7 separate regions of the Mus musculus genome follow, and all the other regions are linked to region 1. Evidence: chromatin contacts called from public Hi-C, HiChIP or PLAC-seq and promoter capture Hi-C data. All regions are on one chromosome and are shown on one strand. The core of a region is the stretch at or near the end of the contact, and the rest is flanking DNA. Distances in the headings are between cores, read along the strand shown. Region 1 holds the start of Med23 (mediator complex subunit 23). Region 2 has its middle 33 kb from the start of Gm36543. Region 3 overlaps Gm29571 (predicted gene 29571). Region 4 holds the start of Smlr1 (small leucine-rich protein 1). Region 5 overlaps Epb41l2 (erythrocyte membrane protein band 4.1 like 2). Region 6 overlaps Epb41l2 (erythrocyte membrane protein band 4.1 like 2). Region 7 overlaps Epb41l2 (erythrocyte membrane protein band 4.1 like 2).

The links. Promoter capture Hi-C pulls out the DNA fragments that hold promoters and counts their contacts. HiChIP or PLAC-seq counts read pairs in DNA pulled down with a chosen protein or histone mark. A called contact is a pair of places that touch in the nucleus more often than the background predicts.
Region 2: a Hi-C map of the N1E-115 cell line shows a contact between it and region 1, with 4 times the contacts expected there. The contact joins the enhancer-like site here to the promoter of Med23 in region 1. A contact is called at or near these places in 3 of 39 promoter capture datasets (the HPC-7 cell line, hippocampal neurons and pre-B cells), 1 of 484 Hi-C or Micro-C datasets (the N1E-115 cell line), 1 of 115 datasets of contacts at active chromatin or transcription factors (large pre-B cells) and 1 of 9 other capture datasets (adipose tissue).
Region 3: a contact with region 1 is called in an H3K27ac HiChIP or PLAC-seq map of embryonic stem cells, with 8 times the contacts expected there. The contact joins the enhancer-like site here to the promoter of Med23 in region 1. A contact is called at or near these places in 3 of 39 promoter capture datasets (liver and pre-B cells) and 1 of 115 datasets of contacts at active chromatin or transcription factors (embryonic stem cells).
Region 4: a promoter capture Hi-C map of liver shows a contact between it and region 1, with 6 times the contacts expected there. The contact joins the promoter of Smlr1 here to the promoter of Med23 in region 1. A contact is called at or near these places in 3 of 39 promoter capture datasets (liver and stem cell-derived epiblast-like cells), 1 of 115 datasets of contacts at active chromatin or transcription factors (bone marrow-derived macrophages) and 2 of 9 other capture datasets (adipose tissue and liver).
Region 5: a contact with region 1 is called in a promoter capture Hi-C map of embryonic stem cells, with 2.2 times the contacts expected there. The contact joins the enhancer-like site here to the promoter of Med23 in region 1. A contact is called at or near these places in 5 of 39 promoter capture datasets (embryonic stem cells, hippocampal neurons, liver and 2 more), 4 of 115 datasets of contacts at active chromatin or transcription factors (bone marrow-derived macrophages, epiblast stem cells, microglia and 1 more) and 3 of 9 other capture datasets (adipose tissue, liver and pancreatic islet).
Region 6: a CTCF HiChIP or PLAC-seq map of the NIH/3T3 cell line shows a contact between it and region 1, with 5 read pairs. The contact joins the enhancer-like site here to the promoter of Med23 in region 1. A contact is called at or near these places in 3 of 39 promoter capture datasets (hippocampal neurons and liver), 1 of 15 datasets of contacts at CTCF or cohesin (the NIH/3T3 cell line), 1 of 484 Hi-C or Micro-C datasets (adipose-derived mesenchymal stem cells), 3 of 115 datasets of contacts at active chromatin or transcription factors (astrocytes, microglia and pancreatic cancer cells) and 3 of 9 other capture datasets (liver, macrophages and pancreatic islet).
Region 7: a contact with region 1 is called in an H3K4me3 HiChIP or PLAC-seq map of the SCID.adh cell line, with 7 times the contacts expected there. The contact joins the enhancer-like site here to the promoter of Med23 in region 1. A contact is called at or near these places in 5 of 39 promoter capture datasets (cranial neural crest, fetal liver, hippocampal neurons and 2 more), 2 of 115 datasets of contacts at active chromatin or transcription factors (the SCID.adh cell line and pancreatic cancer cells) and 1 of 9 other capture datasets (pancreatic islet).

Annotation. Positions count from the first base shown.
Region 1 is chr10:24,867,945-24,871,791 of GRCm38.p6, reverse strand. Med23 (mediator complex subunit 23) reads right to left here and starts at 1,806. Exons shown (of 30, transcript NM_001166416.1): 1 at 1,646-1,806; 2 at 1,307-1,338; 3 at 1,041-1,128. The coding sequence starts at 1,693.
Region 2 is chr10:25,679,611-25,683,457 of GRCm38.p6, reverse strand. No RefSeq gene overlaps it. Among named protein-coding and RNA genes, the nearest start is that of Gm36543, 33 kb to the left of the region's middle. Within about 2 kb of position 2,012, at least 7 of the 459 cell types and tissues checked have an H3K27ac peak or open chromatin away from gene starts, as enhancers often do. A contact at or near this core is called in the N1E-115 cell line, where this site is marked.
Region 3 is chr10:25,630,580-25,634,426 of GRCm38.p6, reverse strand. All of the region lies in intron 3 of Gm29571 (predicted gene 29571), which reads right to left. Among named protein-coding and RNA genes, the nearest start is that of Gm36908, 11 kb to the right of the region's middle. Within about 2 kb of position 1,851, at least 8 of the 459 cell types and tissues checked have an H3K27ac peak or open chromatin away from gene starts, as enhancers often do. A contact at or near this core is called in embryonic stem cells, where this site is marked.
Region 4 is chr10:25,534,259-25,538,105 of GRCm38.p6, reverse strand. Smlr1 (small leucine-rich protein 1) reads left to right here and starts at 1,834. Exons shown (of 2, transcript NM_001195596.1): 1 at 1,834-2,145. The coding sequence starts at 2,019. Gm29571 (predicted gene 29571) reads right to left here and starts at 1,720. Exons shown (of 4, transcript NR_136909.1): 1 at 1,437-1,720; 2 at 706-833.
Region 5 is chr10:25,424,111-25,427,957 of GRCm38.p6, reverse strand. The region is part of intron 1 of Epb41l2 (erythrocyte membrane protein band 4.1 like 2); the gene reads right to left. Among named protein-coding and RNA genes, the nearest start is that of Epb41l2, 66 kb to the right of the region's middle. Within about 2 kb of position 1,712, at least 128 of the 459 cell types and tissues checked have an H3K27ac peak or open chromatin away from gene starts, as enhancers often do. A contact at or near this core is called in adipose tissue, bone marrow-derived macrophages, embryonic stem cells and 3 more, where this site is marked.
Region 6 is chr10:25,398,302-25,402,148 of GRCm38.p6, reverse strand. The region is part of intron 1 of Epb41l2 (erythrocyte membrane protein band 4.1 like 2); the gene reads right to left. Among named protein-coding and RNA genes, the nearest start is that of Epb41l2, 40 kb to the right of the region's middle. Within about 2 kb of position 1,843, at least 14 of the 459 cell types and tissues checked have an H3K27ac peak or open chromatin away from gene starts, as enhancers often do. A contact at or near this core is called in the NIH/3T3 cell line, where this site is marked.
Region 7 is chr10:25,380,395-25,384,241 of GRCm38.p6, reverse strand. The region is part of intron 1 of Epb41l2 (erythrocyte membrane protein band 4.1 like 2); the gene reads right to left. Among named protein-coding and RNA genes, the nearest start is that of Epb41l2, 23 kb to the right of the region's middle. Within about 2 kb of position 2,056, at least 51 of the 459 cell types and tissues checked have an H3K27ac peak or open chromatin away from gene starts, as enhancers often do. A contact at or near this core is called in pancreatic cancer cells, where this site is marked.

The DNA of each region.
Region 1 (3,847 bases), core at 557-3,056:
ATGGTGAGAAGTACAGAGCTAACTGCTGACCAATACCTATGGTATATGGTGATTCTATAAAAATAATTCTGAGCCGGGCGGTGGTGGCGCACGCCTTTAATCCCAGCACTTGGGAGGCAGAGGCAGGTGGATTTCTGAGTTCGAGGCCAGCGTGGTCTCGAACTCAAAAAGCAGAAAATAATAATAGTAATAATAATTGTGAGCCTGAGGATGTAGTTCAGAGACGACTGTGTGCCTAGCATGTGGACACATGTTCACATGTTCGGAGACCAGTGTGTGAGGCCCTGTGTTCACCCCCCACACCCCAGCACTGTTTAAAGAGAAAAGAACGAAGATGGCTTTATAATCCTAGAACTCAGGACACAGAGAGACAGTCTTATAGCTAAACAGTTCTGGGAACACAAACTAGGATGCTGGCTTCAGACAGGAAGGGCAGGTGGCTGAGCTAGATCAGGAAGACGGCCAGCGTGTGGAGCTTGGTCACGCTTGCCTTATATATTTCAGGTTCACGTCAAAGCATGACCTGTTGAAAATAGAAAGTTTAAAACATGAACATATTGCCTTTAGGATCCATAACTGGGTGGCAAATTTTATACTAGCTCACAGGCACAGAAAGCCCAGCGGCTCACTTCTCTGTCTACAGTGCATCATGAGAAATACTACTCTAGTGGGGACTCTATCACAGTGTCTTTATGAGGACATATTTATAAATACTGGGCCATTTTTTGAATAGTGACATTTTTCTTTTACGAGAAAAGTTTAGCATATCTGTTTCCATTCAAAGCCAATTTATACAAAGAGGATAAAAACTACCTTACATAATATAACATAGAAGGAAATTTTTAAAACATTTCCCACTGCAATCTTATTACCTTGAACTTTTAACACAGGTTCTCCAGTAAGTACATTTACATAAAATGACAGCAGTCTTATTTTTCCCTTTCCTAAACGATCTTAAGAAAAAGATCAAAGAAGATGTAAAAAGTAAAAAGGAAGGCGTCAAACGTCATTAAGTGGATGTTCAACATGAAATGTCTCACCTGAGAAAGTCCACTCCAAAACTGCCGGAAGGCCGCCAAGCAGCTAATTAGTTTTGTTTTTTCATCCTCGGGGGTATCCATAAACATTCTGAAAAAACAAAAATCACATTATCTGCTGCTAGTTTTAAACAGGTACACATCCTGCAAGGTAGATTTTTTTTAACTCCTCAAAACCAACTTAAGTGGAATCTAACAAAGATAAATCTACAAACAACAATTAAAAAAACACACACACACACACAAAGATCTGCCTGCCACATACTCACCCTGGGAAGGCCTCTTCTATAATTTCTGTTTTCTGCAAACAAACAAAAACTAGTAAACGATCTGACTACTAAAAGGGGGCGGGGTGGGAGATGTCCCCGAGAGAAATATTCCCGGGCAATACAGATAGAGCACGACACTTTTATGGGGACCGCGGCGGGAACTAACAGCACTTTCTTAGATCTGGCAGCAGTCCGGGGATGGGGGGACCGCCACCCCGGTTCAGACGCCTATGTCAACATAGGGGCGGGAAAGGAGCTGGCCCAGGCCCGCAGCCTGGAGCCGCACGCAGCCTGCACTTCCCGGAGCCATGGCTCTGGCTTACGGACAGTGGCACTCACCACCACCTCCTCGAAAATGCTCTGCAGTTGCGTCTCCATCGGTACCATCGAGCCCCGGGCTCCCGGGGAACCCGGCGACAGACGGGTGAGAGCCAGGGTCGGGAAAGAATGGAGCGGAGGGGCGGAGCCACCAGCAGGAAGCCGCCGCTCTCTCTTGCTCTGTTACTTCCTTCGGTGCCAGGCGAATGAGCCCGCCCGGTGCTTACCCGTTACCAGCCCCTCTGAAATCTGTATCTCAGCCTGTTGGTTCCGCTCGTAGAGGTGACCCCGTAAGCTGACAGCGCTGCTTGATCCCGGGCAAGGCCACCCTCTCCTGGCTGGAGCCGGAACTGCGACCTGTTTGGAGTTTCATTTGCAGATCCGAATCACAAGGGCTGTGGCCAGAACCAAGTGGGTGACTGTCAAGAGCTGACCTCGTGAAGCAGTTGATACCACGTTATTCTTGCCCAATAGGACCCATGTCTTCACTATGGTACCCTCAGTTGCTAGCACAGTGATGGGCGTGTCGTCATCGTTTATTGAATGTTGAAAAAAAAAAAAAGAATAAACCCTTTATTGTTAATTCGCAAATAAGTGGCGGTACTAAGTACATCATTTTAAAACAATTTTCCCATCATCCTGGTAAATTTCTGAAAACTTTTTTTTTTATTGTCTTAGTATGAAGAAATTTTTGTCTATCCAAAGGCTATTCGTCAATGTTTTCTTCCAGAAACTTTGTTCTAGCTTTGGTATTTAAGTCCATATTTTTTTAATTGGTTTTCATGACTGGAGATAAGTTCTCACAGGACTTTTCCCTCTTTGGGGAGATGTAAATAAATGTTTATAAACCCTAAATAGAGGACATTGACAGATTAAAGAAAGGATCTTGCCGGGCGGTGATGGTGCACGCCTTTAATCCCAGCACTTGGGAGGCAGAGGCAGGTGGATTTCTGAGTTCAAGGCCAGCCTGGTCTACAAAGTGAGTTCCAGGACAGCCAAGGCTACACAGAGTAACCCTGCCTCAAAAAAAAAAAAATCTCATTCAAATCCAGCTTGGTAAAACAATGAGCTTATTATAGTTTCTTATAGAAGCACGTGACTCGGGTACCCTCATTACTAGGAACTCCTACCTCAAGCATAGATGACTTACAAAAAGGCATACCAGTGTAGTACCCTCCCAATAAAATATTTAAATTTAACACAATGTTGGAGAATTAGAGGGGCTTCTGGGGAATCGTGTAAGGACCATCTTGAGTTTCCATGGCGTCTTCATTTTATTTTATAGTTTTGAGACAGGGTATTTTGTATCCCAAGTTGACCATGAACTTACTATGTAGCAGAGTGACCTTGAATATTTGATCCTTCTATTTCTCATGGCGAGAGATGGGACGCCCCTGAGACTATCTGCCAGGAAGAAGTGTTGGGTTAGGTTTCAGATTGGACCTGGGGTTAGGGTTAGGTGTGCTAGGGTTTGGGTTAGGATTGAACTCAGGGCTTCCTGCTTGCTAGACAAACAGTTTACCAGTAAAGACACATTCCCACTCCCATCTCTCATGTGGGTTTCAGGCAACTGAAGCTGCTCTGCTCTAACAGTGAAGCAGGCACTGCTTCCTGAGAGCTTATGGGCAAGAAGCTGGTGATTTTCCAGTCATAGTCTGGCAGAAACTTAGCTTCCCAACAAATGTAAATGATATCCAATCACTGTATATAGCATTGTTTACTGTACCATAGCTACTGAGATGAACTGTTTAATTTTCTAGTTGAAGAGTAGCCTGAAAGACTTAACATTCAGTGTTCTGTTTGCTGTGGACATGATATGAAAGACTGTGTAGTTTAAATAATAGAGATTTATGTTGATGTTGATACAAATCTGGAGGACAGACAGTCTCCCTGGCTGGTAGATGGACATCTTCAGCTTTCTTGTTGTCTTTCCTTTTTGTGGCTGAGGTTGCTATTGTTCCTCCATATTCTCCTCCTTTTTTTTCCTCTTCCCATGTCTTCTGGTCTGTGATAAGGTCTTATGTGCTCCTAGGCTTGTCTTGAGCTCATTTTGTCAAACTGCCTTCTAAATATGTAGGCTTACACTTATAGACTTGTAGTAATGTCAGCCTTTAGTCAGAGAAGATACCAATATCCTGGTGTATACTTGCTAACTAGCCCTGAGGTCCCACCCCATACTGAGTAGCTATATTCTTGAATAAACAGGTTAAATGATGTTCGGGT
Region 2 (3,847 bases), core at 763-3,262, 810 kb before region 1:
AAAGAGATTTCTATCCCCATCACCAAAGGCATTGTCTCACTCCATAAACCTAGAAGTAAATTTCAAAAGGTGCTGTGGCTTCTAAATTTTCTGCTTATATAGCCAGATGTCCATTGTCTTTTTAAAGAGAAGACAAAAAGGAGTAATTACAATTCCCAGATAACCCAAACCCCACATGTTGGCCAGTAGTTACTACTCTCTCACTGACCAGAGAATCCCAGCAACCAAATTACAGAGCTGCATGAAGTCGGTGTCAACTTATTTTTATCCTTGCAACAAGCCTGCCAACCTCCCAGTTCCTGCTGCCATTCATCCAGCTCTTACCTTGCTTTTCCAGCATAGACACTTATTAGGCAGAGAGGCAAAACTCTCCTGTCAAGAGAAAAGGACCTATAAACCATTCTCCAGCAAAGGGAACATGGTCTTTGAGGTTGTCATAGCACTGGGATCCCAGGTTGATTAGGTCCCTCTCAGGACTCTCTGTGCATGCCTCAGTGATAATAGCACAAATTTGTTAACTAGCTAAGAAGGCTCCACTTGTGGTTGGCAGCATCCAAAATAGAGTCCCATGATTCCCACTAGCACATCCCTTGTAACCAACAAATAACAGGAACAGCAAAGTAAAAAAGAGACACTAAAGCCATGTTGAGCAATTCATGTGTAGAGATATGTGCATGTGTACTGGGTGTCTCTCTCTATCACTACCCACCTAAGACTTTGAGAAAGGGCATCTCACCTCTTTTATAGGGCTCAGCTTGGAGAGTTAGCCACTCGTCCCTCAGGCTGTAATAGAGGGGGAAGGTCAGGCCAAGGGTCAAGTTCCTTTTCTAACAGTAAAGTGAAGAACACAACTGCCTCGTGAAACTGAGAATATTGCTGGAGATTGCTGCCCAGGGACTTCAGGCTAAAGCAGGAATTATCTGGCACTGCTAGACTCCAAAAGCATTAGCCTGGCACTGTTGGAGTCCCTGACCAAATGTGCCTGTGAATCTTTAAGAACAAGCTTCAACTTGAAATTTTGAAACAAGGAAAATTATGTGAGTGTCATTTTTTCCCATGTTAAAAGTACAGCAGCAAATGTTCTTTCTGATATTGGGGGTGGGGGTGGGGATGTTTAAAAGGCTTTTTCTTTTAAAAACCTTTCTTTTCAAGGAGTTAAAATTATTGAAGAGCTGGCTGGGCAGATGACTCAAATGGATAATGAGGATCCGAGTTCAGATCCTCAGAACCTATACAAAAGCCAGGCACCACAGCACACATGTATAATCCTAATGTTAGTCAGGCAAAGACAGAGGCAGCCCTGGGGCTTGGACCGCCAATCTAAACAAAAGAAGAAGCCACAGGATCAGCGAGAAGTCTTAAAAAAAAAAAAAAAAAAAGATGAGAAGCAACAGAGGAAGGCACTCACCAGCCATCAAGTTGGGTCGGAACCACATGCATACTTATCTGCATGCACAAATGTACATGCACACACACCATACGTACAAATGTCATGGAAGTAAACTTCCTTCCTATAAAGAATCATTTGGACACAAACCAAGTGCAGAGATGAAATCTCTGCCTTTGGAGACTGATGGTGGGTTCAAATCCCGGCTCTATCACTCTCGAGTCAGCTTCTCCATGTAAATTGACAGTGACGGATACTGTTCTAACTACAGTGTGGTAAGGATTTGAAAAATGAAAACTCACAAAAAAATGAACAATAGAAATATTTATATGCTAAACCGTGTGATGCATGTATCCAGGGCTCTGTAAACATCAGACATCACTTTTCAGTCTAGTTCCCCAAGGAACATACTTGAAAGCCATGGCAGTTGAGTTTAAATAGGTCAAGGATAAAAGAACTGAGAGACTTTTCCAGTTTACACTCACTCCTTGGACTACTGACCATCTTCATTTTAAATAAAAAGGGAAAAGAAGAAGAAGTACACAGTCGCAATACACCTTTATCAAAAGCGTGTCTGTTTATCTTTCTATTGCTCTTTGTAAGGGTTAAGGTTACTTTTTGGCGCCACCAAGTGGCCACACTTAACGGCACAGTGACACTTCCCCAGGTTTTGTTTTAACTGAAAGGATCTAGGAAGCCTTTTTAATAGACCTTTTCATACCCCTGAAAATGAGGGGAAGCACTCTGGGTTGAGCAAAACAGCGAACATTACCAGTGACTCTGTAGAAAACTGGCAAGAAGAAAGCTCTCCGTGAGGAAAAGCAAGGATGCAATGTGTACTTTTTTTTTTCCTGTTGCTTTGCTATGCTTTGCTTTGCCTTTTTTCCCCGTCTTGTGAGTCTTTTGCCTGCTTGTCTTGATTTTTGTTTCTCAGTCACTTGTTTGTTGTTGGTTTGTTCTTGTTTCTTGTGTGGTTTGGAGACAAAGAGAGAACACATTTACATGAAGTTGCATGGATGGTGGAAATTACCTGGGAGTAGTTGGAGGCGGGGAAATATGATCAAAGTACACTATTTGGAACATTTTTTAATTAAAAAATTAGAAACTTAAGGAAAATAGAAATATCAGCGAGGCCTCTGGACAGGAAGTGATCAGGGCCCAGAGCTGCCCTTGCTTCAGTGTGTGCGAAGCCCTTCACTCATTTCTAAGTTTTAAGAAATGTCAGTCAGCATGGTGACATGCTGCTATATCTATAGATCAGTGATGCACTCGACCCACATCGGAGAAGCTTCTGGGAGTAGATGGGAAGCAACACAGAGATCCATAGTAGGACAACGTGCTGACAGGCATCTTCATCAAATCTCTCTGCTCAGGTTCAGGGAGCTCTGGTGGAGAGGAAGAGGAAAGCCAGAGGTGATGGGGAATACCGAGGAGACAATGTCTTCCAACCACCACAGGACTGGTGCACATACGGACTCACGGAGACTGTGAAGCATGCAGCCGGCCTGCACAAGTCCATGCCAGTATGGGTCCCAGGGCTATAGGGGAGAAGTTGACAGAGAAGTCCCACACATAACAGGAAGTCATCTCCAATAGATCCATTTTTCCGATGGAATTTCACTTGGCTTATGAACCACACTCCAGGACAGGCCCCGGAAATGGTTGGCCAACATAAAACAAATTCAATGTGTACTTTTTTTTTTTCCTGTTGCTTTGCTTTGCTTTGCTTTGCCTTTTTTCCCCGTCTTGTGAGTCTTTTGCCTGCTTGTCTTGATTTTTGTTTCTCAGTCACTTGTTTGTTGTTGGTTTGTTCTTGTTTCTTGTGTGGTTTGGAGACAAAGAGAGAACACATTTACATGAAGTTGCATGGATGGTGGAAATTACCTGGGAGTAGTTGGAGGCGGGGAAATATGATCAAAGTACACTATTTGGAACATTTTTTAATTAAAAAATTAGAAACTTAAGGAAAATAGAAATATCAGCGAGGCCTCTGGACAGGAAGTGATCAGGGTCCTTCGGAGACTGGTGGTGGGTTGAAATCCAGAGCGTGCTTTCTGTAAGCAACTCTGTGCCTTTACACCCATACAGTCAGAAAAGCAAAGAAGAGAAACCTTCACCCCGTTTTATGAGCACTGACTGGAGGGCTGGAGCAATCTATTCACCCATCTTCTACTTCCCACTGAAGCCTCTGAAAAGTCATCTATAAAACAATAATCTTCTTAAGGCTTTTGTGTGTGTGTGTGTGTAAATCTCTTTCTACGGTTTGGTTGGCAATATGGTACATTCTGGAGAGGCCACCTTTTCCCTGATCATTTTCCTCCTTCTTCTTCTTTACATCTTTATCCCGTCAACATCAAAAAGGGACTCGTGCTAGCTGCACCATGTACATGGTGCTCTTCTTTATAAAGTCTGAGGTGGAAATTTTGACATCCTGTATTTTAAAATTCTCCTCCTATTTTT
Region 3 (3,847 bases), core at 602-3,101, 760 kb before region 1:
AATAATAATAAACAGTAGTCTATGTATTGTCAAGAATCTCCATGAGCTGGGGACAAATCTTCATGGCGTTAGATGTTTTGGTTGTGTGTCTTCTGCTTCTGGGTTTTCCCTACACAGAAAGGATGTTTTGAAGATCCCAACCGACATGCCGGGGTTCAGCTAAAGTCCTCTGTGGCACCCTAGTTTGAAGTGCCGCCTGATAGGAGGAATCCCAGCTCATTGGTGGCAGCTTGGCACACTCACAAAAGCGACTACAAAGTAACTAAGCTGGAAGTGTCTTCTCTCCTGTTCAATCGTCTCTCCTTCCCTACACATCGGCAGCAGCTCCTGGCAAGAAAGTGAAAACCATTCTCACTGCCAAATGACCTAGAAACATCTTCTGTTTCTTTAAAATCCATCTTTCCTTCCCTGGTTCTGCAAAGTAAGTGTATCACCAGTCCCAAGCTCCGACAACTACCTCAATAACACTCTGGCTTCAAAATGCATACATCTACACACAACGAAGGGTTATAATATGCAGATGCCGACGTTTTAATAGAGGTGATTGCTCCATGAGACTCTGGGTTCCTTTTATCTTCTCACTGAGTTACTTCTTTAATTAGAAAATGGTGGTTTACAGATATTTAGATGGTTTCATATGGAAAAGGATGACAACTATTTCAGAATATGTAGCAAAAATACATAAATCCCAGTAAACACACACAAACATGCTAATGATGACTGCCATGAAGTGATGTTACGGGGAGTCTCTCCCTTTTGTGTCCTTAAAACTTCCTATAATGATAAGCAAATATTTTTATAGAAAATACCATTCTTACAGAACCCAAGGGCACAAAGTAACTTTGAGGATCATAGCCTCACCCGTGGCATAAAATATTTATTGTGTTTTACCACTATACCATGTTTAGAATTTAATAGACTATAAGACTCTACAGAACAAGCCACCTGGTGCTCAAGTAGATATAATAAAACACCCAGAAGTGGTGAGGTAAAATACCAGAGCTGTTTTATCAGGCTGCACGCGCCATGAGAGAGCAAGGCCTGCTTTAATTACCAGTCATTTAAATTTCTGATAGATATTATGGTGAATTTTAAATCTTGTTAATTTACTTTGGCAGCTTGACAACAGGCTCATTTCCAATCCTTTGAGGGAATTGCAAATTTCCCCTGCTTCAATCTGGAGTGAGACAGCATTATTCATCCAAGTGTGTGATGGAATGCCGGGGCTGAACATTAGTCAGGACACAATTGAATGAGTGAGAGACCTAACTTAGGATTTTTATGTTTGAAACCAATAAAGCAATCAAAAAGATCAGCTCTAAACATAAAGTTTTAAGCATGGCCCCAAATCAATATTTATAACCTTTTGGATATAAATAGTAATAATAGAAAGAAATGTAATATAACTGTATGATAAATACTAAGCTGTAATGGACCCTTCCAAAAATCTCTCCCAAATTCCTTAACTAATGTGAGTACCTTCACCATTCCTTTAAAGCTAAGCCTCTTCAATTTTGTGTTTGTTTGTTTGGTTGGTTGGTTCTTTAGAGAAGGAATCAAGTAGCCCAAACCAGCTAGTCTAAAACTCTTTGTTTTTTCTTTTTTGGGTTTTTTGGTTTTGTTTTGTTTTGTTTTTGTTTTTCGAGACAGGGTTTCTCTGTATAGCCCTGGCTGTCCTGGAACTCACTTTGTAGACCAGGCTGGCCTCGATCTCAGAAATCCGCTTGCCTCTGCCTCCCAACGCCTGGCGTCTCAAACTCTTTGTATAAGATCTGAAAGAGTAACCTCAGCTTCCTATTCTCCTATCCAGTACTGGGATAACAGGCCTGCGCCACCACACCTAGGTTGTGCTGTGCTGGAATCGACCCTGGAGTTTCAGGCTGGGCAAGCATTCTACCAACTGAGCCATATCCCACACCCTTCCGTGGTTTTATCATGGAAACTCGATGAAGACTAGAAGCTCCTTTATTTTGCCTCCACCTACTCTCCCAGTTCAAAGCCAGAAACATCTGGAATCTGCTGAACTCTACCTCCCTGGAGAGGACCCAGATGGGGCTCAGGCAAAGTCAAAGAGACTACACATGGTGAAATGTATTCAAAGATGTGTCTGCAGGTGCTTTGAGACTCATAGTGAAGATTTTTAGTTTGTAGGAGAGATTACAAACTTCCAGAATATGGGATCTTCACTCAGGCTAAGGTCATGATGGCTCCTTTGAATATTCATCAAACATGCATATTTATCTCCTGGAAAAGAAACACCCAGATGCAAAAGACATGATAACCCTTTTCTTGTACAAAATGCAAATCAATCTTTTCCGTGCTTATGGTGTGCACAGGTACCCATCTGTTTTGGTACCATGTGGCGTCCTTAACAGCCAATGAGCATAACTTCAAAGGATGATAAAAGTGGTACAGGGTGATCATGTTTCCATTTCAGGTTTTTTTGGAACATAAAATGAAACAAGTCAAACAAAGAACAGTAGGTGAATAAACTTGATACCAAAATGCCCCCTGGTATAAGGATCTTGCTCTCTGATGGAGTGTGTTCCACTGTGTCACCAGCCCTTCTTGTTTTTAGGCTCATCTTGATGACATTAAGTGTCTATATACACTCTGCATTATTCAAAACTGACAACCTGGAAAAGCTGACAACACACAGGAAGAAACAGGCAGAGTGGCTCATCACATTCATTCATTTCCTTTTCTGACCCTCTGGTCTCAGAGGGCTCTCAGCTAACAAACAACCAAAGCAGAAGAGTGCTCTGGCTCTATCTCCAAATAAATAAATCAAAGCACAAATACAGATGTAAATAAACCACACACTCTCCATGCTGGAGCATCGATCTTCTTGCACTATTAACTTGAAACAGGTAAAGTTTAGATGTGGTGTGCCAGCTTTGGAATTTCTGAGAGATTTAAGGATAGATTCTACTGGTTTAGGTGGACTACTGGTTTATTTAGGAGATTTCAGTTCCTGAGTTAACATAACTAGTTACCCCACTATAGCCTGTCTGGATTCTTCTTTTATTTGGGGTTTGGGCTTTTGGTTTTTATGCAGTGAAAGTGCTAGTTAGCATCAAGTTAAGGCTCTCCTTTCCCTGTCGGGAACTCTCTAGTCTTTGCCGTAAGGCCTCTTCAATCCCAATTTGACTGAGCACTGGCATCTCCTGGCGAGATCAACAGATAAAAGTACCCATTGCTGGCCTTTGTATGAACAGTAAATTATTCAGCGACCTAGCCCATAAATGATGTCCTTGGGATCCCTGCAGCTATGTGGCAGGAGATGCACACAGCCAAGATCGAGAACACCAACTGTATTTCCTCTGTGTGTGATGGTGTGATAACAACAAAGACAGATCAAGAGCCATGAGGAGGTAGCACTAAATCCCTAGGCAAATGCAAAGAGTAATAAGAAAACAAAGAGATCTCTCATCTACCAAGCCAAGTGTTGTCCTAAACCCCTCAGAGGATGAACGGACTATGGTTCTAATACCATAGTCATAGGGAAGGCAAACCTTTAAATAAATTTTTCTGTCAACAATATGGGTCCAAATTTAGTTCGTGAATGGGGTTCTTTCCTGTTTGGGGAGGGGGGAATTGTATAAAAGCAAGCACACCGATCCTATTGAATGCTACTTCTTCACGCTCTATCAGGCTTGTCAAGGAATCCCATTGAATGCTAAATCTTCACACTCTCACACTGTTCCCTGGTCCTGGCCCAGTCACTTATACTAGCACCTTCCTCAGTACCTGCAGCATGTGGGATGACTTTCAGGTAAAGGGAATGAAGGTCTTACATGACACCTGCGTAAAGTAAATGTTTGTTTGGTTGGTTGGTTGGTTTTTG
Region 4 (3,847 bases), core at 585-3,084, 670 kb before region 1:
TCTAAGTCCATGCAAATCTACATTCAAAGACCTTTGGTGGCTCTCCCTGTCCACATAACATTGTCCTGAGTAGGGCTAAAGAGTCTATAAGCTCCAATACCTCTCTTTCCAGCTTCAACTCCACATGAGCTCTGCCTTTCTGCCCCTGTCTATTCTTTCCCTTTCTCCGCAGACCTGCCATGCTTCGGGCTTATGTGCATCTGAGCTGACTGCTTCAGCTATTCAGGCTCCAGACACTGAGAACTTTTTGTGAACAGCCCAGACCTCTCATTGGAACGAGTCAGCGCCGCCCCAGAGCTTTGCTTCTATGTGAATCTGGGGCTAAGCGCTGTTATTCACATTGCCTCTTCTCCACACTCAACGAAGCCTAGGCATTCAGGTAAGCCTTGCCGAGTGGGTGGATACAGAACATCCATCCTAGCAGCTGGCTAACATCAAACCTGTTTGCCTCCAGTTAATGAAGGTTCTCTGAAGATTGACACTTTACAAATCAGCATTCTAGCCCAGCTGAATAAGCACCAAATAACCATCTCAACAGAGAGCATGCACAAACCACAGCAGCAGCAGCCCTCTGTGGAGAGAGGAAGAGAAGGAAATACATTCAATGAATGCAGGCTCAATACTGGTGTTCTAACACTCTCCTTCCAACTTTGTTACTTACTCAGGGATGCCAGGCAAGCCCCCCCCCGGCCCCTTTACCCTTACCAGTTGAATTGTTTAGTGAAGGTGAGAGCCTGTCCGCATGGCCACACACAGTCCCAGGTAGAAGAATGTAGATGGTACTGAAGGCAGTCCTTTAAAGTGGACTCTGTCAGCTTCCCACCAGCAGCAGCCTATGGGGTGGGACAGAGAGGGGACACAAGTCGGAAGTGAAGCCCTGAATGTGGTTACCAATCTCCTGCAAACTTTCCCTCGGTCTTGAGGCTGGAGAGATGGCTCAGTAGTTAAGAACACTGGCTGCTCTTCCAGAGGACCCAGGTTCAATTCCCAGCACCCACATGGCAGCTCACGAGTGCAGGTAACTCCAGTTGCAGGGGTCTGTCTGGCACCCTCAAACAGATATATTGTGCAGTCAAGACACTAATGTACATAAAATAAAAATGAAATTTAAAAAGAAAAAGCCCAAACTTTTCCAAAGTCTCTAAAGATCCTTTGAGTTAGGAAATGAGTCTTTTAGTCAACCTTAGTAGTCTAGTAGCTTTGGAAGTTTTCCCCTAAATTGGTACAAGGCAGCTCACTGGTAGTCAATAGATGATCATGAACCTTGGCATTTGCCAGTTTATTGCCGTCTCTTATCCTGGAAGTCTGGAGTTGTCATAACAGCCTGCATTTTGGGCCAAGGCAAATGAGTAGACAGCGGAGAGGAAAGTGAGCTGCAGCAGTTAGGAAAGGGCAGGGCCCTGCCGTTGTCTGGACCCCCCCCCCCCCCCACTCACCTGCGGCTATCATCTACGTCTCTGCTGCGTATATCTGACTTCCAGACTGAAGGTCAGGCTCTAGTAGAATTAAGTGATTGTCAAATCCATCAATGTGCCCTCCAGAGAGGCACTCAGAGCAGAACCAACCAGGCAGTTTTCACATGTGGCAAGCGTGTTTTTCCTTCTCAGTATCTGTCACATCAACTATGGGCATTACCATGACAATTCCGACATTTTCAGCTCTGAAATGTAGGAAGAGGGGTAAATGTTCTCCCTGGGCCTGGGTTTCTGTGAAAACACATAGAGAGAAGGGCATTTGTTTGAAGTCAGATATTTAACCCCAGCCTACCAGGACCATCCCACTTCCTGTCAGACAAAGACGCATCTCCAGGACAGCTTGGGAGGTTTACTCTTCGGTTCTTCTACAACTGTAGCTGAGTTACAGAGTAACTTGCCAACAGCGCTCCAGTATTCACTCCACTAATAAGCCAGAGCAAAGTCCACAACAGGTTTCATGGAAAAGCATGAGCAAAGGCCAGAACTTCGGGAAAGGACAACCACAGAGCAGAGCCAAGTCGCCTGTCCCGAGCAGTGGGGACCATGAGCTCCGTGCTGGCAATCTTCTTGCAGGAACTCCCCGGCCCTGTCCTGGTCCTGGGGATCTTCCTGCCTGTGACCTTGCTGCTTCTCCTCCTTCTTGCCTACTTCAGGATCAAACTGATGGCAGGTAAGTGTGAGACCCCACGAGGAAGGGTTTGGTTCATCCTTGAAACACACCCAAGCCGGCAGGTGCTCTGGGAAGCTGGGGAGATGTACCTGTTTGATTGACAGATTTCTTCCCCCACCCTCCAGCCCTTTCTTGATGAACGGGGCAAAGTTTGATACTTTCAACTCTGTAAGTTATGAGGTACGTAGGGTTTGTCCACTTGCTATAGGGCGTCCTTCACTGTGGTTCCCCGTAGACAGTCAACTGTGAATCACCGAATTGGACATAGGGTTGCTTGTTTATTTCTCAAGGCATCAGACTCTATGCTGTCCACGGTCTGCCTCCCCCACGTAACAGATGTGTGTGTATATGTCATAGTCCTCACAAGGACTACTGTCAGTCACACGTGCACTGGGCTCCCACTGACACTGAGTGCCGCTGAGAGACTTAAGGGATTTGAATGGCCCAGGTGGGAACTAGTCCATCGTACTACCCCCACATCTTATCTCTGCTGCTTCCTTCTCAAGATAAACCTTCAGAACCTCGAAAATGATTCAAGCGTGAAGTGAGGCATACAGCAGGTCAAGATGGACTCATAGTACACACACACACACAGGTTTTCATGACTCTGCACACATGTATACACCCATGATCATGTACATGTGCGTATGCCTTCTTCAGCCTCTGAACTTCTGCTTAAGAAATGTTCTAAGCATTGTGCTATCGGCGTTTAGCCAACGCAAAACATTGGATCTGGACTGCAGCAGAGATTTTCCATAAGATGGGTAGATTTAAAAAACAAACAAACCAACCAACCGGAAACCACGGGATACATTCAGAAGCTTTAGGTGATCTGCTGTGGGCGTTTTGTTCCTGGACTGAGATTGTTTGCTCTGGAGCCGAGCTGTGTTTTGAGAGGGTGCATGTTCATTTGGTTTTTCAGTAAGTTCTAGATGCCATAAAGGTTAATGCTTATTTTAGGCACGTCACTAAAGTCAACCCGCTTCTTAATTTGGACGGTTTCATATTAAACTACTGAAAAAAACAAGTTTGAAAGCTGGTATGGTTGTACACAGCTGTGATTCTAGCACCCAGGGGGCTGAGACAGGAGACTTGCTTAAATTTGAGTTGAGCCTGGACTATAACATGAGTCTCTGTCTTAAAACGATTGTAAAGTCTCTGCTCAGTCTACAAAAACTCGCCAAGATCAAGCAAAGCATTCCTGTGTGCTCTTAAGTAATTACTAATATCAGGCCCCAGCAGCCGAACAACTAGGGGCGCTCATGTGTACAGTGAGACTTAGAACACAGGGAACCCCGAGATGGCAGACTGCATTACAAAATGCTGCTTCCCTTCAGGGCCTCCAGGAGAACTCTGGAGCCCAGCTGTTCTCAACCTCACTAAAGCTGCAGCCCTTTAACACAGTTCTTCATGTTGCCATGACCCCCAACCATACAATTATTTTTGTTGCTATTTCATGACTATAAATTTGCTAGTTATGAATCATCTGTGTTTTCTGATGGTCCTTGGTGACCCTTGTGAAGGGTTGTTGGGCTCCAAAGGGCTCTCCTGCAGGATGGTTAAGGGACACTGCACTGTCCTCTACAAGACCCACACCAAACATCTTTTTCTTCATAAAGTTCATCACACCCCTCCCTGTCCCCAAGAACAGACTTCTAGAAATTCTGTACCCAGATATTTAAGAATTCCAAACCTCAGAAAA
Region 5 (3,847 bases), core at 463-2,962, 560 kb before region 1:
TGAGAGGAGGGCTGGAATAACCCTCCTCTCATTAACCGTAAGCACGATAAGGGAAGCGCAGACAATTCAACAGTAAGTAAGTGACTGATGAGGGGAGAAGGCTCCCAAAGTGACCTTGAAGGATAGGGGGAGCTTCCTGGCAGATGATAAGAAGGCATAAGTACATTCCAGACTGTGGGAACAGTGGGGAAGGGCCTGCGACCATTAAAGATAAATGTGCTGCAGAGAACGGGGAGTGCCTCATCTGCCTGGAACAAAGGGTGGGGAGTAGAGGTGGAAAAACGGAAGTCACAGCCAAACAATGCCTGGTCAGTACTGAACTCAGAAGTTCTCACTGGAGCCTCTAGGCGATGGAAACTAATATTAACTTTGTGTCTCTGGATGACTGCTCTGGCAGTCTGAGAACAAGTGATACAATGAAAGGAAGCTGATAACACGATTGCCCCAACGATTCCGGAGGATTCCTGATGGGGCAACTGAAGTACAAAGAGGTGGGGTGCGGAACTGTTTAGTGAGCAAACAGACATGACTGATAGGAAGCTAGGTGGTGGAGGAAAGGAGAACAGAATTCCTTAAAGTCAAAAGACAAAGAGGAATACAACTGGCCTAAAGAACCTTCCAAAGAGACCAGGAATAAGAACAAAGGAATCAAAGCTACTTGGATGGTACTTGACTGAGGTGTCTATACAACACTAGACTGAAGAATGAAAGGCTGGGTAGTGACAGAATGACAGAGGCTCGAACTGCTAGGTCAGGTAGTGTCAGAGGGGATAGAGCCCTGGGGCAAAGGGAGTAAGGAAGACATTCCCAATGAATTTTCAAGGAACTTCAAGAAACAGTGTGAGATGACAAGAAGGGAGCCAGCCGTTGAATGTGAATGCCGGGAGGCATCCAGACACACACAGGAAGGCAGCTGTAGGGACTCACAAAGATTAAGGGGTGCTAAGAGAGTGTGGTGCAGGAGGGAGAGGCAAGCAGGCCACAGAAGCTCTGCCTGGCTGGCACTGGGAAGGCAGGAAGCAGTAACTACCACACCTCACAGAGGGCAGGATGACACATGCTCCACGTATGTAACCTAAGGCACCAATATCTTAGAAGAGAGGGGAAATCGCTTCTAATGAGGGGCACCACACACACACACACACACACACACAATCCATGTAAACAAACAGGAAGCACACAAGAACCCTTGGGCTAAACAATTTCAAAGAGAAGCGATTGTTCCCTTCTGCTTTTTAACTTCTCGGTGTTTGGAATTTCCTGTATAATCTTTCATCTTCTGATATATAAACTTGATCTGTAAAGCAGAACTTAGTAAACTACCACGAGGAACACAACCCAATGAGTGTCAGTGTACCTATAGGATGTATGAAGGCAGAGAACTGAAAAACTCACCACTAAAGCGGAAGAGCTTAAGGAAGGGTGGTCAGTTCTCATCAGAGTGTTTACCAAGGGCCCAACTACATTTATTTTACAAGATAGAAAAACTACAACTGTGATTCCTACTCTGAAACTGTGAGGCCTGAGTCTAATAAAAGCTCAGTTCAGAGAATAACCAGTGAAGACCACCAGCACCAACAGGACCCCTAAGAGCATGTGAGGTTATGAGACAGTGCTCCTTTTATAGAGTTGAACCCTGTCCAGGGTGGGCTTTAAGATGTTCTGACGGTGCACACAAACACTATCTGGAGGGGAACCAAAACAGCACAGCTGCAAGCCATCTTCCCCTGCTGTTGGAAGCCACTTGATCACAGCCCCTCCCTTTCAGAGAGAGTCTATAAAAGCCAGAAGCAGGACTAGTTTCCCCTACAAACTGCTTAGTGGAACTGCACTCTCCTGATCCAAACTTTAAAACTAATATACATAATAGTTGCTTTAATTTAGAATGGAAAACATAAAAACTTGAGAAAAATCCCCATTTGAACCAAAACTTAAGTAGATAAACATACATCTGCAAGTTACAGCCTGCCACCATCATCTCAAACAGGAAATTTGGATCTACAGTGGCAGAAATTTCTTTTTCAAACTTCTGAGTAGTAGTAGTAGTAAAAAAAAAAAAAAAAAAAAAAATTAAATAATTTGTATTCATATTAAGAATATTTATTTGAACTTCATATTTATGGCATGTGGCTATTTCATGACAGCTAAAACTAAGAAAAAGCTATCTTAAAACCACTGAAGTAATACCAAGGCATACTCTGGCAGCTCAATGGGCACCTCCTGACACTGTCACTCCCAAGGCAACAACAGACTCTCCTATTCAAATACATCATCTGCAGACCAGAGAAAAATCAACACCTACTTCTCAACAACCAAAAAAAAATAAATAAAAATGAAAACACAAAGAAATAGGCCTCCCCAAATTTCACTACACAACTTTCTTTTTTTTTTTTTTTTTTTTTTACATTTATGTAATTCTTTTTTTTTTTTTTTATATTTATTTTTTATTCGATATTTTCTTTTTTTTTTCCATTTTTTATTAGGTATTTAGCTCATTTACATTTCCAATGCTATACCAAAAGTCCCCCTTACCCACCCACCCCCACTCCCCTACCCACCCACTCCCCCCCTTTGGCCCTGGCGTTCCCCTGTACCGGGGCACACAAAGTCTGCGTGTCCAATGGGCCTCTCTTTCCAGTGATGGCCGACTAGGCCATCTTTTGATACATATGCAGCTAGAGTCAAGAGCTCAGGGGTACTGGTTAGTTCATAATGTTGTTCCACCTATAGGGTTGAAGATCCCTTTAGCTCCTTGGGTACTTTCTCTAGCTCCTCCATTGGGAGCCCTGTGATCCATCCATTAGCTGACTGTGAGCATCCACTTCTGTGTTTGCTAGGCCCCGGCATAGTCTCACAAGAGACAGCTACATCTGGGTCCTTTCGATAAAATCTTGCTAGTATATGCAATGGTGTCAGCGTTTGGATGCTGATTATGGGGTGGATCCCTGGATATGGCAGTCTCTACATGGTCCATCCTTTCATCTCAGCTCCAAACTTTGTTTCTGTAACTCCTTCCATGGGTGTTTTGTTCCCACTTCTAAGGAGGGGCATAGTGTCCACACTTCAGTCTTCATTTTTCTTGAGTTTCATGTGTTTAGGAAATTGTATCTTATATCGTGGGTATCCTAGGTTTTGGGCTAGTATCCACTTATCAGTGAGTACATATTGTGTGAGTTCCTTTGTGATTGTGTTACCTCACTCAGGATGATGCTCTCCAGGTCCATCCATTTGGCTAGGAATTTCATAAATTCATTCTTTTTAATAGCTGAGTAGTACTCCATTGTGTAGATGTACCACATTTTCTGTATCCATTCCTCTGTTGAGGGGCATCTGGGTTCTTTCCAGTTTCTGGCTATTATAAATAAGGCTGCTATGAACATAGTGGAGCATGTGTCCTTCTTACCAGTTGGGGCTTCTTCTGGATATATGCCCAGGAGAGGTATTGCTGGATCCTCCGGTAGTACTATGTCCAATTTTCTGAGGAACCGCCAGACTGATTTCCAGAGTGGTTGTACAAGCCTGCAATCCCACCAACAATGGAGGAGTGTTCCTCTTTCTCCACATCCTCGCCAGCATCTGCTGTCACCTGAATTTTTGATCTTAGCCATTCTCACTGGTGTGAGGTGGAATCTCAGGGTTGTTTTGATTTGCATTTCCCTGATGATTAAGGATGTTGAACATTTTTTCAGGTGCTTCTCTGCCATTCGGTATTCCTCAGGTGAGAATTCTTTGTTCAGTTCTGAGCCCCATTTTTTAAGGGGGTTATTTGATTTTCTGAGGTCCACCTTCTTGAGTTCTTTATATATGTTGGATATTAGTCCCCTATCTGATTTAGGATAGGTAAAGA
Region 6 (3,847 bases), core at 594-3,093, 530 kb before region 1:
AACTATGGAACATAGCTATGTGAGAGTATCAGACATAATAGTCTTCTCCAGGGAATAGCATGCTGACTAGTTATCCAATACCAAACGGTCAGCCCTGAAAATATACATACAAGTAACATTATACAGACGGAGCCAGTTATATTTAGGAATATGCAGTTAAATACAAATACACATACATATACATATTTAACAACAATTTTAAAAGGTCATAAATATGAAAGAGAGCAAGGAGGGGTATATAGGAGGATTTGGAATGAGAAAAGGGAAGGGAGAAAATATGTACTCATATAATCTCAAAAGTAAAATATAAAATTCACAATCACCTATACACTGCTCCTTTCATCTTAAATGTAACAAAAATCATAAATGTTATACTGCAACACCACGAGGTGACAATAAAACACACAAAAACATCCATTTCTACTAACATATGATAGAGTTATCAGGTGAAGGCAGGAAACAGAACCCTCAAAGGGTCAACTTCTGTTATTTAGCTTGGAGCGGGGGAGCAGATGGATAGACAGCCTCTTCCTCCACGTCCACAGTAACTGGACCATCTTGCTATTAGAAAGCTTCATGAGTCAGAGTCTCTAAAGAACCTGGTACACAGCCTGTGGCCTCTGCTTGCTTGAACTGGACTGTTCAACCTCCCCAGTTTTAACATCCTGCTATGAGGACCAGCACTGCTCTGACAGGATGTAGCCTCTCTGCTCTGTCTACCAATGGATCTGCCTTCCAGTGGGACTGAAAACCACTGTGCTAGATGAGGAGCAAAACCTGCTTAACACAAATACAATTATTAAAATCAACATTGCTGAGTATCACAAAACATTAAGAGAGAGGTTTTGCCCTAATCTGCTTCTTCCGTGCATTAGTGAAAAGCTTAGGTGCCCGCAACAAAAGCCAAAAGTCAGGCAGGGAGCACAGCAGCATCTGGAGCCCTCCTCCTCACCAGGGAAGCTTACTGTATGACTGGATGCTTATGTGTGGCAAAAGCTAACTTAAGTCAGAGTTCGGCGAGACACGAACCCAACCAATACTACCTTCACTCCACATGTCCAAGCACATTCCACAAGAATAATCCCTCAAGACTTTTATTCTAAAGGCTAAGGATCTGGAATAGTAACTTCCTAAAAAAGTTAGAACCATGCAGATGGGCTCCACATCCCAGCTCCGAGAGCTGTTCGGTACAAGACACCCTACCCTCTCTAACCTGCTTCTCTTGTCAGGAGCCATTCAGGTGACATCGCCCGTGTACGGATATCAGCATCGTGCTTGATACTGTCAGCACAGGCAGGTGGCAAGTTCCAGTAGTTACAGAACTGTCTACGTGTGAATCTAATACCAAATGAAATGCAACATGTGAGCTTGTGGAAGGGGGGGCTTTCTAGTTAGCTTCCCGGGAAGACACCCCCTCTGCCTGTAAAATGCATGTTTACCTTCATATAAGGTAAAGGGAAAATGGGTTATCTCGATCAATATCAGAGTATAAGCAAAGCAGAAATATTACTTCTAACAGTGCACCGCTGTCCAACTTCTGCTAAAGCAACTATCTCTCCAGATTTCTGTCCAAAACCAACCAAGGCATCATTTCTAGTAATTGAGACTTAAAATTCACTTTTATAAACTAAATTGTCACAAAGGTTTAGTGACCATGGGACGGACTCTCTCTCACCCACAGCCTGTCTGTAGTGACCACGGAAAGGACTCTCTCTCTCACCCATAGCCCGTCTGCAGCGTCTCCCCTGCCTCACACTATTTTCTAACCACGAGCTACTACAAATTGTTCAGACCTTTTGGCAGCAGCTCAGGAAACTGCCCTTTTCACCCGTTCCCTCACAAAAACTGCAGTCTCCCTCCATACAAACCCTTCTCCCGAGGGTACTATGCTGTGTAAAGGCAAATGTACGCAACTCTCCATTGAGCAATAGGCCCCAAATATTTTGCATTTTTGTGAAGAAAACTGAAAGCAAGTCACCAAAGACATATGGACAAAGCTTTACTGAATCAGCTCACAAAGGTGAGCATCTGAAGTGGATGGGGCATTTGGAATCGCAGCTGTTTGTATTTTATACAAATCACCAAGGTATGACAGGCAGTGTGCGAAGCCACTTCCTGCACTTAATTACCCTTAGGTTCCCCACTGTTCCCAACCTGTCATATTTTATATTATTTGAATAAGTGGAGTAAGGGGTTTGCTTGTCTTAAGTCAAGCAACTCACTCACTTTAATTGTGATTTTAATCTCAGTTTTGCTACAATCTGACACATCAAGTAAAGGCATTTGGGCAAGTCACAGAATGGAACTGACAGTCCCTGTCAGCTCTTTATCCAAGGATACAAACAACTTGGAGATTTCTCCAGTTATTTAAGAAGAGGTGAAAGCAGGTGTTAAATTACCCAAAAACTATAAAATATTTAATTTCTAAAAATAAAGCCAACATTGCCTCCTTAATATAAAATTAAAGACAAACTTTTGAAAACCAGCAATTCCTTTGTTCCTCATTTGGCTTAAAATTTCACACACTGATCATTTATTAAAAATAAAAAGAAGCCAAAGTAATAAAAAGGTGGTAAAAAAATAAAGCTCAATAGTGCCTTGTACTGGGGGGGGGGGGGGGGGACCGAGAGCCAAAATCCTAGCTGTGAACAAAATTCATGATTCTTAAAGAAAGACAAGTATCTGGCAGTGTCTTTCAAGCGACATTTTCTGTGTCCAAAGATGACTTAAAACTGAAAACAAGTTCCAATAATAACACAATGTACACACGTACACACACACACACACACACACACACATGAACTAGCTCTGTCCCTCTTAGTAGTAACTGATTTGACTCTGCGAGACCCACTGTACCTTTTACGACTGACTCTGGCCTCACTACGTAGTCAATGATGACCTTAACACCTGATCCTCCTGCCTCCACCTTCCAAGCACTGGGCTCCAAGACTAGCTTTCCACACCCAGTTTTAAGAAGTACTGGAGACAGCAGCCACAGTTTCAAGGATAGGAGGCAAGCATTCTACCAACTGAGCTACATCCCTTGTCCAAGACATGATATCAAAAGACTACTGTCAGTCAGAGTTTGAATGGGGACTGAATAGAAATTAGGCTGACATTCAAAACTCCTGTGCAGAACTTTCAATCATTTAAAACACACACACACACAGCAATACAGATGATATAAGAAAAAGATCTAGAAGCAGACCAAGGCACTCCAACTAGAAACTCCAAGGAAAATAGACAGCAAGCAAGTGAAAAAGGCTTAAAGGCTTACCTGGTATTTTAAATACTTTTTCTAAGTTTAAAGATAAAGTTCACAGTGGAGCAAAGGCTAGTAATCAACACGTTTGAATCCACTACTTGCTTTCACTGTTATTAATACTAATGATGGTAATGGACTATCATCTCCATGAACAATGCAGTCCAGGTAACTTTACTGTCAGTAGCTTATCGGGGTCTTCAAAGGACATCTATGTCCTTGTTATCTACAAGAAAGCTTATGTGGAAAGGACGAGTCTCCCTGCACTGGAGTTGCTCAGCCTGCTCTAAACAGGAGCCGGTCGACACCAACATAATTAAAGATAATCACTAAAGAAGCTCAGCATGCCTTTCTCCGCTGGCTGCCCATGTTCTCACACATCTACTTCCAAGGAGGGGACCAGCTGAAGAGCGACTGCCGAGGTCACACAGAGGTCTGGCACACAAAAACAAAGCTCCAAGTTCAATTGTCAAATGCATGGGTTTTCTGGCCCATGTTAGAAACTTCAGCCTGGGAAACCGGTACCTCAGATGTGAGCTAACTGGACAACTGGGGACTGTTTTTCAATCTTTCCCATTAACGGTG
Region 7 (3,847 bases), core at 807-3,306, 510 kb before region 1:
TTTACGCCAACCAGAGGAAACAGAGCTGCCCGCAGAGACTCTCAGCAGTTAATTAATAATTAATTAATTATTAATCAATCCAGCATGACGAGGTGACCGTGCAGGCAGAGCGCTGAGCTAGCTTTAGGATGAGTTAGAGGCAGAGGTTAGCATGCAAAGCCCTCCTAGCTTCCTCTGAGGACAGGCTTGTGACTCTGAAGGATGCTGGGACTCTCATGGCTCCAAACTGAATCAGTGGCCTGGGAAGAACAAATTATGACATCTAGCTCAAAAAACCAATAAACAAACTCTTCATGACTAAATAGTAAAACAACATTGTAAGCATTAAAGGACCACAAACCATACAACAAGAAGTCCAGGACTTTCACCCAGTTCCTAAGTGCTGATAAGTTGGTATCAGTGTTGTGGCTAACCCTGGGGCTAATTATATTTGATGTTAATTCCGTTCTCCTGTGAGTGGTTGTGAACAAGGAATGAGTCAGCACTCAGGTGATTTCCTCTAAACCTGCTTCCCACCTTAGTTTGTAAAATAAAGGAGAGCTGATGATTGGGCAGATAAAAGGGAAGGTGGAGAGGATGCAGAGGAGGAGGAAGAAGAAGAAAAGCAGAGCAGAAGCACATGGCCTGGAGAAACCGCAAGTTCTAAGGGGTCTCAGAGATGTGGAAGATGGTAGTGTAGCTACCCAATCTGCCCGATCTAGGCGCACAGCATGTAATCATATGAACTGGGTTGGGTTTTCATTGCCGGGCATATTTGGGAGATTTACCGCAACATCACAGTGTAAGCACTCAGCTTCACACTTCTTTACATCACAGACTGTTTTGTGTGAAAGCTAATGGGGATTTGATGGTATTCTAAATTAAAAAAAAAGAAAAGAGCCAGTGTAAAAGGACTCAGAAAGGGGAAGGAAGGAACAAGATTAGGTATGGGGAGAGACAAGAAAGAAACCCAGGGGGCCAGGAGAATGAATCAAAATATACAGCGGTGGGGACTGGGAGTGGGGGTGGGGAACCTCTAGAGTGTCCCAGAGTCCTTGGATGTAGACTACCAGGACTCAATGGAGATGACATTAGCCAAAATGCCCAACAGTGGGGAGATGGAAGAGACCACCTCCAGTAGATAGACATGACCCCCTGTTGAGGCAGGGGAACACCCTCCCATTTTCAATTTTTTTGACCCAGATTTGTTCCAGCCTAAATGAAACTCAGGAATAAAAATGGAGCAGAGACTGAAAGAAAAGCCACCCAGTGACCCCCCAGGCAGGTATGCAGCAGAGGATTGCCTTGTCTGGCCTCGGTAGGAGAGGATGAGTTTAATCCTGTAGAGACTTGATGCTCCAGGGAAGGGGGATCCTGGTGGGCAGTGGGGGAGCACCCTCTGGGGGGGAGGGTTGAAAAACACGGGGAGGGGACCAAGAAGAGGGGCAACGTCTAGAATGTAAATAAAATTAAATTTAAAAAAGAAAAAAATAAAAGGACTTAGGAAACCTGGACATCATACAAAAACAATGACTGGCCAATCACAGTGTAATCCAGCAAACAGCAAGACCCTGATTCAGAAGGTTAAAAAAAATGTCTGCGTAACTGCTTGAAATCCACAGAATATATAAACATTCTTAAATCGGCCGGATGTGGTGGTGCACGCCTTTAATCCCAACACTCGGGAGGCAGAGGCAGGCGGATTTCTGAGTTTGAGGTCAGCCTGGTCTACAGAGTGAGTTCCAGGACAGCCAGGGCTACACAGAGAAACCCTATCTCAAAAACCAAAAAAAAAAAAAAAAAAAAGCACCCCCCCCCCCAAAAAAAAAATCTTAAATCAGTGACAATACTCAAGAAGGAAGCAGACTGCTTCTGGTTAGCTTTCCACTGCTGTGACAATACCTGAGACAAACTAACTTGTAAGGATGAAAGCTTAATTTTGGCACACAGGTTCAATCAAAGGTTTCGGTCCACAGTGAGTCTGCGCCACCATTCCTACGCCCACAATAGAGCTCATGGTAGTTGACAGAGTGAAGTCCAGCAAGGCTGCTTACCCCAGGCAGCCAGGGGCACAGAGGAGGCCGAGATTCCCAGCATGCCTGCAAGAGTAACCCCTCCCAGGACGCAACTTGCTTCCGCAGGTCCCACAGCCTGACCACTCCCCCCTCCTCCCACAGGCCGCAGGCTGTAGAAATCGCTTGAACATCTGGCAACATTTAAAGCCCAAAACTTTTTCTATTAGTACAGAAAAAAAGAAACGGGTCTAACTATTAAGCCCCCTTCCGAAATGCAATAAAGCAAAAAAAATTAAAACATTTACCCAGTGTTTCCTATTTTAAAACTATTTTATGGTAAACAACGAGCCCGCATTGATAAAGGAAAGCCACTTAGCAAAGAGAGTTAGAGCTGTTTAACTAAGGTGGCTGGAAAGTTGGCTCAGCTGAACAGCACTTGCTGCTCTTGCTTAGGACTGGGGTTCAGTTCCCAGCACCAAAATAGGAGTTCACAACTCCTGTCACCCAAGTTCCAGGGGACCCGACAGCTCCTGGCTTCCCAGGATACATACACATGGTGGGTGCACTATACACACACAGTCAAAACACTCACACATAAAAATAAATCTTTTTTTTTAAAGCATCAAATACCATTTTAGAATATACAGTTTCAGTGCAGTTAAGATCGGCACATCACAAAAAAAATTGTAATACTGAACTATATGCTGTAAAAAGATCAAGATAAAAAGTTTGTATATTTTGACTCCAATTCTTTAAAAATCCTTTTTATAACTTTTGCTAATTCCAGGAAGATAACTGGTAAAAACCACCAATGGATACTATATTAGGTAGAAGTTGGATGAAGAACTAGACGTATATGTATTGCCAAAATTTCACTCCTCCTAGATGATATAAAAGGGGAAATCATGATTTCACAATCGAAAAATCATCACCTTCATTACTACTGACTTGTATGGTTCCTGCGATGATGCAATGGGTCTGGCTGTTAAACACTCTACTAAAATGTTTACTCTGGTTTGAATTCTTCAGACAGACTTTTACTTTGACAGAAATAAGGGATACAGAAAGATGAGCTAAATACACCACAGAAACAGTAAAACCCAGTCAGAGAAAGGAAAGGTCTTAGAAGACATGAGGTGGCATCATGTCTTTTTAACAAGTCGCCATTATGAAAACATAATGAAATGAGAATTTCAAAATAAAAGACACCAAGTAGCAAAGGCATGGGTAAGTGAGGAAAGGTTCCTTTGCAAGACCAGTTAAATAAGCACACTGTAGAAGATACCGTGGGAATGACTGCAGATAATACACCAAAAACAAGATAATGTTCGAGAGTTCTGCCAATTAACAGTTATAAAAATAGCAGTGCTCTGATTAAATGTTGAATTCCCTTTTTCACAAATACATAATATAGATGTAGAGATGAAAGTCTCTGAGCTCCATAACTTAAATTATCTGGGTAAAAAATACATATGAAAGGAATGTAATCACAATGCTTCCAGGCAACTAGTAACCTAAAAACCATGGGTAAAAGCCATTCATTTAAAAAGGCAGACAGTAAGAAGGCATGTTACATCATCTTAGTTTATCATCCAAGTCCCTCCACCTGCTACCAATAATGAGAACCAACCAAAACACATAGACAAAACTAGCAAAAACATCAGCATTGATGAAGGAAAGACAAAGGACCCACTGTGTGCCACACGTCTGAAAAGCCATGGAAAAGGCGAAGATTCTAATGGACAGCAGTGTAAGACTGCCCACTGCCATCAGAGACAGACGGCTGGTGTCCATTTCTCTACTGTCTTCTCTGTGTCCGCAGCTGAAAAGTTCCATTGAAAGAATCAAAGCTG